Linked DNA regions of Hordeum vulgare: all the other regions are linked to region 3. Evidence: chromatin contacts called from public Hi-C and HiChIP or PLAC-seq data. All regions are on one chromosome and are shown on one strand. Each heading gives the region's core, a stretch centred on a gene start, on an enhancer-like site or on the middle of the called end of the contact. The rest is flanking DNA. Distances are from core to core; before and after follow the strand shown. Region 1 holds the start of LOC123428620 (gamma-tubulin complex component 2). Region 2 holds the start of LOC123430486 (BTB/POZ domain-containing protein At2g24240-like). Region 3 holds the start of LOC123427162 (ABC transporter F family member 4-like).

What was found. A called contact is a pair of places that touch in the nucleus more often than the background predicts. HiChIP or PLAC-seq counts read pairs in DNA pulled down with a chosen protein or histone mark.
Region 1: a Hi-C map of leaf shows a contact between it and region 3, with 3 times the contacts expected there. The contact joins the promoter of LOC123428620 here to the promoter of LOC123427162 in region 3. A contact is called at or near these places in 3 of 6 Hi-C or Micro-C datasets (leaf and seedling) and 1 of 1 datasets of contacts at active chromatin or transcription factors (embryo).
Region 2: an H3K4me3 HiChIP or PLAC-seq map of embryo shows a contact between it and region 3, with 4 times the contacts expected there. The contact joins the promoter of LOC123430486 here to the promoter of LOC123427162 in region 3. A contact is called at or near these places in 4 of 6 Hi-C or Micro-C datasets (leaf and seedling) and 1 of 1 datasets of contacts at active chromatin or transcription factors (embryo).

Annotation. Positions count from the first base shown.
Region 1 is chr2H:548,273,859-548,276,558 of MorexV3_pseudomolecules_assembly, forward strand. LOC123428620 (gamma-tubulin complex component 2) reads left to right here and starts at 1,451. Exons shown (of 23, transcript XM_045112832.1): 1 at 1,451-1,720; 2 at 1,819-1,876; 3 at 2,615-2,700. The coding sequence starts at 1,500.
Region 2 is chr2H:547,855,481-547,858,180 of MorexV3_pseudomolecules_assembly, forward strand. LOC123430486 (BTB/POZ domain-containing protein At2g24240-like) reads right to left here and starts at 1,362. Exons shown (of 1, transcript XM_045114355.1): 1 at 1-1,362. The coding sequence starts at 997.
Region 3 is chr2H:548,042,745-548,045,444 of MorexV3_pseudomolecules_assembly, forward strand. LOC123427162 (ABC transporter F family member 4-like) reads right to left here and starts at 1,356. Exons shown (of 12, transcript XM_045111134.1): 1 at 1,007-1,356; 2 at 476-679; 3 at 179-360. The coding sequence starts at 1,114.

The DNA of each region.
Region 1 (2,700 bases), core at 201-2,700, 230 kb after region 3:
ATGTCCGCCTATGTAAAATCATGGTGATACCCCTCATACACATACCTTCAACTGAAGATGCCATGGCCAAACAGTACGATCACCATCCAGTGCAGCACCGAGAAAGCACTTGAGGCGGAGGTTGCCAACCATCTTCAAAAAAATGCTTGTCATAGGAATAAAGAAAAGTACTCCCTCCGTTTCAAAATAAGTGTCGCTACTTTAGTATTATATTCATACTAATTTAATATTAAATTTGCGACACTTATTTTGAGACGGAGAGAATAGTATTAGGGCAACACTCGGAGCCGGTGCGCCGGCCGAATGTTTTCGGTCGGTCTGTCCTCAGCAGCCCGATCTGCTATGCGACACCGTCAGATCAAAGTTCCTCTGCTGTTTTTTTTTACCTTCTTCTCGTCTCCCTGAGCGCTCGCCATGCTGACCGCCCCGTCTGGGCCGCTCCGCGCTCCGGCACTCAGCTCGCCCCCTGGCCGCCGGTTGGAGCTTCATGGATGCAACTCGTCCCCGACCGCTCGCCTCCTCGGCCGCCCGTCGAAGCACCATGGATGCAGCTCCGCGACTCAGCTCGTCCAGACGCTCGCCGCCCCAGCTACCCTGCGCTCCGGGACTCAGCTCGCCCAGACCATTCGCTGCCCCCACCGCTCGCCGGCGCACTCGCACCTGCTCATGCCCGTCGGTCGCACCTCACCCCCCTGTGTTGCAAAACGCTGAAAAAAAGCTTCAACCCCCAGATGAAAAAGCTTCAACCCTAAATGGAAAAAGCTTCAACTGGCAGTGCGAATCAGGGAAAGATACATCCGCTCACACCAAATGCTTCAACCTTAGATAGAAAAAGTTTCAACCAAATGATAGAGAGAACTTTAACCAAGTGCTGCTCAAAAACGGAAAAGGTTTCAAACGTTAAAAAAAGCTTCGATCATGAAAGCAAAAAATTTCAACCGTATATAGAAAATCTTCAACCGTTAAGAAAAAAAAGCTTCAACCAAATACTTCAACGAGGGAAAGTTGCAAACGTTGACAGAAAAAGCTTCAACCGTATGTGGAAAAAGTTTCAACCGTCGTCCCGGCTGCAACATCTCGCGTGGTCACCCTCGGTCACCGCCGTCAGGCGCGGCGACTGCCGATGGAGAAGCCGCGGCGCTCACCGACGACGCCTGAGGTTGCAGGGGGAAAGGGGGAGAGGAAGGAAGAAGAAGGTAAGGCAAAAAAAAAAAACTGAAAAGGAAGACGCGGTGAGCTGGACACATGCTGGATCTAGGGGATCGAACGACAGTCACGCGACCGGCCGAACGTTTTGGCCGGCGCACTCGCGGAAAAGGTTTCGCATAGTATTATTAGTAGTCTTTTAAAAAAAAGTGCTTCCACACAAAGCATCAATTGCTTGACGGGCGTGTACCGTTGATTTCAAACAAACGGCCGGGATCTGTCCTAGCTCGACTCATCTTCCACGCTTGTCCCCGTCGCCAGTCGCCACCGCTCCTCTCCCTGCCCACCCCGAAATGGATCCCGCGCCGGCGACCCCTCGCTGGAACCTGGAGCGCCCCTACCTCACCGGACGGTTCCACCAGGTACGTCCTTCCTCTTGCCAGCAATACCCAACCCGCCCCTCCAGTATTGCTGCGCCGGCCTCACATCCCCCCCTCGTGCCATGGCAGGAGGCGAAGGTGTCCGCGGCGTCGCAGGCGCCCGGATCCAAGCCTTTCTCTATCGACTCCTTCAGGTACGTATGCCGGATAAATTCGTGTCTTGTGGACGGTTGCCTCGTGGTTCTGTTGCCTCGGGTGTCCTCTGATGCCTGGAGTTGGTTTGAATCTGCAGCCGCGGAGCTGGCGGCGGCGCTGGGAGTGTCCTCGGGTCGTACGCTGTTTCTGTGCAGGTAAGCGGAATTTTGAAATAGTTCAACCGGCGAAATTGGAGCTTGGCTTCACTTGTACTGTTTGTAAAACTGGGTCTAGGGTTTTGATTTTGAATTTGAGCTCAGTGATTTGCTAATTAGAAGGTTTTTATTTTGAATTTGAGCTCATTGATTTGGTAATTAGAAGGATTTTGGTTTGTTTTTGTTTTTGTTTTTTTACAGTATGTGAACTTTAAATCTTTGTTGATCGCTGGTTGTGATTGTAGCCACTGTGCAGGGAGTTCCATTGATGTATGGGATTGTGCTTTTTGAGATTTTCTACTTCCTGGATTTCAGCAATTGATATGCCCTCTTTATTTCCAGTAATGCAATGATTCTTACTTAGGCATCATCATTATTTTTTGGATCGGATGGCCAATCTGGTGTAGATAAAAAACAGTTTGAGATAGCAGTCTCTTTTACAAATATGCAGTTTTTTTTTGGAAAGGAAATATGCAGTTTCTGGTCCAATGTGGTTTCAGTTTTGCATTTAGAGCATATGGGTTGGTATGTTTGTGGTGCTTTAGGAAATGATGTATAACATTCACTGTAATAAGACCACATAACATTGCTGAATTTCCACACCATTTCCGAAAATAGCCATCCAGTGAGGCTTAACATCTGTACTTTCAGTTAGAAATGCTAAATTGATGGAGCTTTTGCAATCAACTGCATTGCGTAACAACTTTATTCATTGTAACTGCCCTGTTTGAAATGCAGGAGCTTTTAGTTATTGATGATTTGCTATCAGCTCTGGTGGGTATTGAGGGAAGATACATTTCCATTAAGAGAGTACGCGGAAAGGA
Region 2 (2,700 bases), core at 112-2,611, 190 kb before region 3:
TGGCGATGGCGTGGAGCACGCGCTTCTCCTCCAGCGACGCGGCCGTGCCGGCGTCGGACCACGACCAGGCCACGCTCTTGTCCCGGAAATCCAGCAGCCCGATGGAACAGTTGTCCGTCTTGGGGAACAGCGTGGCCACCATGAGCGCGTTGGTTGCGTCCAGCCACTGGAGCCTGTCGGCGTCGCCCAGGGCGCAGCCGGGGGGCTCGTAGAAGAAGTCAGCCTGCTCGCCGGTGGCGCTGTCCCAGACGCCGACGCCGTACTCGTTGAGGCGGCCCTTGCAGCTGGCGAAGATCCTCGAGTCCCTGTCGAAGGCCAGCGCGCCGGCGGTGAAGGACTTGGCCTGGCGGTCGTGCTGGACGCGGAAGCGGTGACGGAGGTCCCCGGAGACGGCGGAGAAGACGGCCATCCCGCCGTCGCACTTGCCGAGGTGCTCGCGCGCGGCGATGAGCAGCGTGGCCGCGTCGAGGTAGGCGACGTCGTTGACCTGCGAGTGGTCGAGCGAGACGGGGCGGCGCTCGTCGAGCATCCAGTTGTAGACGTGCACGGCGCCCCCGTGCGCGACGCAACAGCCGCCGTCGGGCGCGGCCCGGACGGCCGTCCCGTCCCCGGGGGCGCGGCCGGGCACGGAGGACGCGAGGCGCAGGCGGTCGCCGTCGAAGCTCCCCCAGCGCGCGGCGCGGACGTGGTCGAGGAGGCCGTAGTAGAGCGCCTCCCGGTAGAGCAGCTTCTCCGGGAGGTGCGGCGGGACGTGGAGGCTGCCCGTGCGGAGCAGGTCGAGCAGCACCGCGAAGCACGCCGGGTTGCGGTCGATGAAGTACTCGGCCGCCGCGTCCTCCCCTCCGTCGGAGGCGCAGGGCACGTTCCAGGAGGCGTCGAGCAGCGCGCCGAGCATGGAGTCGCGGCCGGCGTTGGCGAGCGTGGTGGTGGTGGTCTCGAACGCCTGCCCGCCCACGTTGAAGCGCACGCGCCCGCCTCCACCCGGCCTCGCCGCCATCGAGCCGACCGACCGGGCGATCACCGCGCCATTCGCTCTCCCCCGATCAACCTCGATCGAATCGATCCCGCCGGCGAGAGGAGGATCGGGTGGGGAATGGGGTTGGGGGGGTTGGGTGAGGAGCGGATTGGGAGACTAGTTATGTGTACGCAGCCTTGATTGGCTGCTGTTGTTTTTTGTTGTGGCGGGACGGACGGAGTGGAGGGAGGGGGGGGCAAGAGATGGTGCTGCACCGCTGCTTGCTTTGGCGTGACGACTGACGACGGCGTTCTAACGGATGACAAGTCACAAGTCTCCGCTTCTCTCCCGAATGGAATTTTTTGAGCTCCTGCCCGAACCTAGTCCAGTCGTACTACATGCATTTCGATTTTGATAATCTAAGCAAGAGGAACGGAGGAGAAGTCGCCGCGCAGTCGCGGGTTCGAGGCAACACCACCACGTACGTACTCGGCCCGACCTGAGCTGAGCTGAGCAGCACTTAGGCTTAGACCGGCGCACGTTCGGACGGTACAACGCCACCGGTAGGCGCAACTGCCGAAACGTTGGCGACTACCGAGTACCGACCTGACATGGGCGAGCATCTCCAACTCTCGTGGGAGAATTCAGCAGGGCGACCCTTCCGAATCCAATCATCGCAATCGCACGGCCGGCGCGGAATCTTCCTGCCTGCCTGCTTCTGTTTTTCCGCTACTTTCTGTTTGCCTGTTTCCCCTCTTTTCCTGCTCCTGTCGGGATCGTGGCTGGGAACTGGCACGGCGACTCGGCGGCCTGCACTGCACGTTTGTTTCCCTCTCTGCGGTCGTTGGGGCTTTTGTGTGGATTCCACGGGGATTAATGGGACTTCATTGGATATTGGGGAATGATTTTTGCTTTCGGGGCGCACATGAAGGGGTCTAGGCTGCGGCCTTGTCAAGTTAAGAAGGACTTTACATTTTACAACAATGGTTGGTGTTCTGCGACACTGCACAAGCAGACGTGCTGAAGAGATTCATCCTGTTGCTGGACAAGCATCGAAGGAAGCTACTACGAATAGCATGGACTCAAGCTTCTGATTGATCTCCGGCTTGTAATAATAAAAGTGGTAGACTGTTTAGCTGTGTTTCAGGCCATAGAATTGTTGTTTGATCTCTTCCTGCTAGCGAGTTTTAAGTGGTTTCGGTTCTTGCCATTATTTAGGACATTTCCTGTGTGTCTTGCCTGATTTGGTGGGTGTTTTTTTAGTTTTGTTTTAGATGCTGGCAATACTTGGGCTGTGCTGTGGTCTGTTCTGCTTCGTTTAATAAAATGAGGCAAGGGGCGACCCCTTTCATTAAAAAAAAAGGGACTTCATTTGTTTCAACAACACGTGCGTTGTTATGTCAAAAACGCATCAATTATCTTATAGGAAGAAAATATATTATGTAATTGAATGCTCGTGCATTGCTACGGTCAACAAACATATTGATCAAAACAATATTATAACTCAAGAAAAAAATTATGATTGTATTTAGAAAAATATATCCTTACATTATACAAAGTTTATTTCTTTGCCGTAAATTATGTGTATGCTATAATCCAAAACAATAAGATTCCACTGAGACTCCAGGTGTGTTCAAAGAAAAGCTTTACTTCTACACATTATGCAAATCGAAAGTAGAACTAATTATCTCTTACAAAATTGGTTGTCAATTTGCTTGACTATTACAAAATTGCTTGATAATTTG
Region 3 (2,700 bases), core at 106-2,605:
ATGTCTTCTCACTAGTCCATTTGGCATCTAACATACTGAACATATACAAAAGCTATTCCCCGCACAAAATAACATATACAGAAGAACACAAAATAACATATAAAGAAACTATTCCCCACACAAAATAACATATACATAAGCTATGAAACTAAAAAGAAGAGAAGAACAAGTTCCACACCTTACGATCCTGAAAAAGTGTGTGAATGTTTCCTGGATCAAGTCATCACACTCAAGGTCCAACATTAGGACGCAAGACCTGACCTTGGCAATGGTTTCCAGCATGGAAACTCGCTTTGCAAACAATGGGCTTTGGGCATCATCCAGCTTGCCAAAAGCGTCCACAACCACTGTGAACACACCCTGAAGCCGCCAAATAAATAGAAGGGTTAGCCGCCAAGTAAATAGAAGGGTTAGCCGCCAAGTAAGTAGAAGGGTTAGCCGCCAAGTTACAATGTTTCATCATGAGAAGACTCACCCTCATCACGTTATCCTCGTAAGGGGGGTCTGGTGCGGTGACCCTGGTAACCTCAGTTAGGCAACATGCTATACCAACCTTGACCCCCGGGTCAGGGTGGTTTAGCAGATCATCTCTGACCAAAGCATGCATCATGGGCTGAAGAGCAGTGCGCATGCTTTCGGGTGGCGCCTGGTCCACCCTGGACAACCAGATCTCTGCTTCCTGCATAAACGGAACATCAATTGTGAGTATCTAGTCTAGGAATCAAAATAGCAATCAATCCCTGTAACTAACCAGTTAGGGTACAATCTAACGCTAAATAAATAATAGCACTGCAAGGGTAACTTGTCCTTGTGACTACTCTCCTACCAAACAAAAACAGTGATAACAGCGAAAGGCAAAGGCAGTGATTCTGCGCAGGGGCCGGGAGGCGATAAATCTCTAACCTTATCTAAAAAGTATAAAATATCGAGGGATACGAGAGCACTGATAACAGCGAAGGCAACCAGAAAAAAAAAAGCAGTGATTCGAATTCGCCTGGGCGCTCACCTCGAGCAACGCCTGCAGCTCCTTGTTGGACTCCGGGAGCGAGACGAAGCGCGCGGCGACGTCGCGCAGCCGCCGCTCGACCTCCATCTGCGCGCCCCCCGACGCCATCAGCGGGGAGGGCTCGGTCCCCGCCCCAATCGGGGGACGGTGGAAGGATCTAGCCGGTGGAGGTGGTTAGGGTTTCGGGAAGGAGGGGGTCGTGGGCGGAGGGGGGGGGGAGACGGGAGCACGAAAGCTTTGGGTGGGTAGTTTGGGGGGGAGTTTTGGCGATAGAGACGAACGGGATTTCTACTTCAATTTTTTCCCTCCTCTCTCTCCTCCCCTACCCTACCCCACCCTACTCTCTCGCTCTCTCTCCATCCGCGAGTCGTGGTGCGGACGGTTTTACCCGCTTTGGGTTGTGGGTTCGGTCTGGGCCAGACGTGGGGTACTTATACTCGCACGGGTAAATCTTTTCCAGCTACGTTATAAATGCCTGCTATAAATAGCGAATATCGTAATATTTGTGTGGGCTGGGGTGTTGAGTGTGAAATTGGGGTATTTTGCTGGTGGCTAGGGTTGTGAACGTGAAACCCGGGTAATTTGAGGGTTGTGATGCGAGGTTCTCTGTTTTGAATGGACGGCCTAGAATAAAATAGGGTAATTATGATAAATCTTTTCAAGGTATGCTATAAATGCCTCCTAGAGATAAAGACAAATTGTTAGGTGGCTGGTAGGGTTTTCAGTGTAGAATTGGAGTATTTTGTTGGTGGCTACGGGTATATATGTAAAACCTTGAGTAATTTAAGAAGTTTGTGGTTTGTGGTGTAATGTTTTTCTTTTGAACGAATGGACGAGAATAAAAGATGACAATCGGAGTAAAACTTCTCACGTATGCTATGAACGTGTGCTAAAGATAGAAACAAAACGTTAGGTGACAGGTAGTTTTATGCAAAGTTTGACTTTTGCTAGCGGGAGGGTAACAACATGTACCCAAGGCAATATTAGTGGGTTTTGAAGTTGTGATGTAAAAAAACCATTTCAAACGATTTGGTGAGAATAAAAGGTGGCCAGTAGATTTGTGTAGGATTCTTTTTCTACGATTTTTCTTTATATACTATAGATGTCTACTAAAGATAGAGATGGCAACATATAAACCTCTGATCACAAAGCTTGATGGGGTCATAAATGCAAAATTATGGAGGTGGCTAGGGTTCAAAATGTGAATCCAGGAATACTTATGGTGATATGTAGGGTTTAAATGTGAATGAATGGTACTTTGGTGGTGCCTCGGGGTTGTAAATATGAATATATGACCTTTTTCTATGTCAATGAGAGTTTAATACATGAAAATAGGGTGTTTTAGTGTGCCAAGGGGTGTAGGTGTAAATTTAGGGTGCTCCTTTTGCGGTGGCTAAGGGATTTAATATGAATCTAGGTTTTTTGTGTTATGGCGGGGTTGTAGGTGTAAATTTAGGGTACTCCTTTTGTGGTGGCTAAGGGTTTAAATATGAATTTAGGGTTTTTTGTGTTATGGCGGAGTTGTTAGTGCAAATGTTATGTTTAAACAATGTGATGATAACATAAGGTCATGGGTGGAGTTTATGGAGGGTTATTTGCGTCAATGATAGTTAATTGTTTATTGCACACATGGAAGATACATTTATAAACTTATCTGCCACAGTTATGACATCTCCAAATTTTCGGATACACGT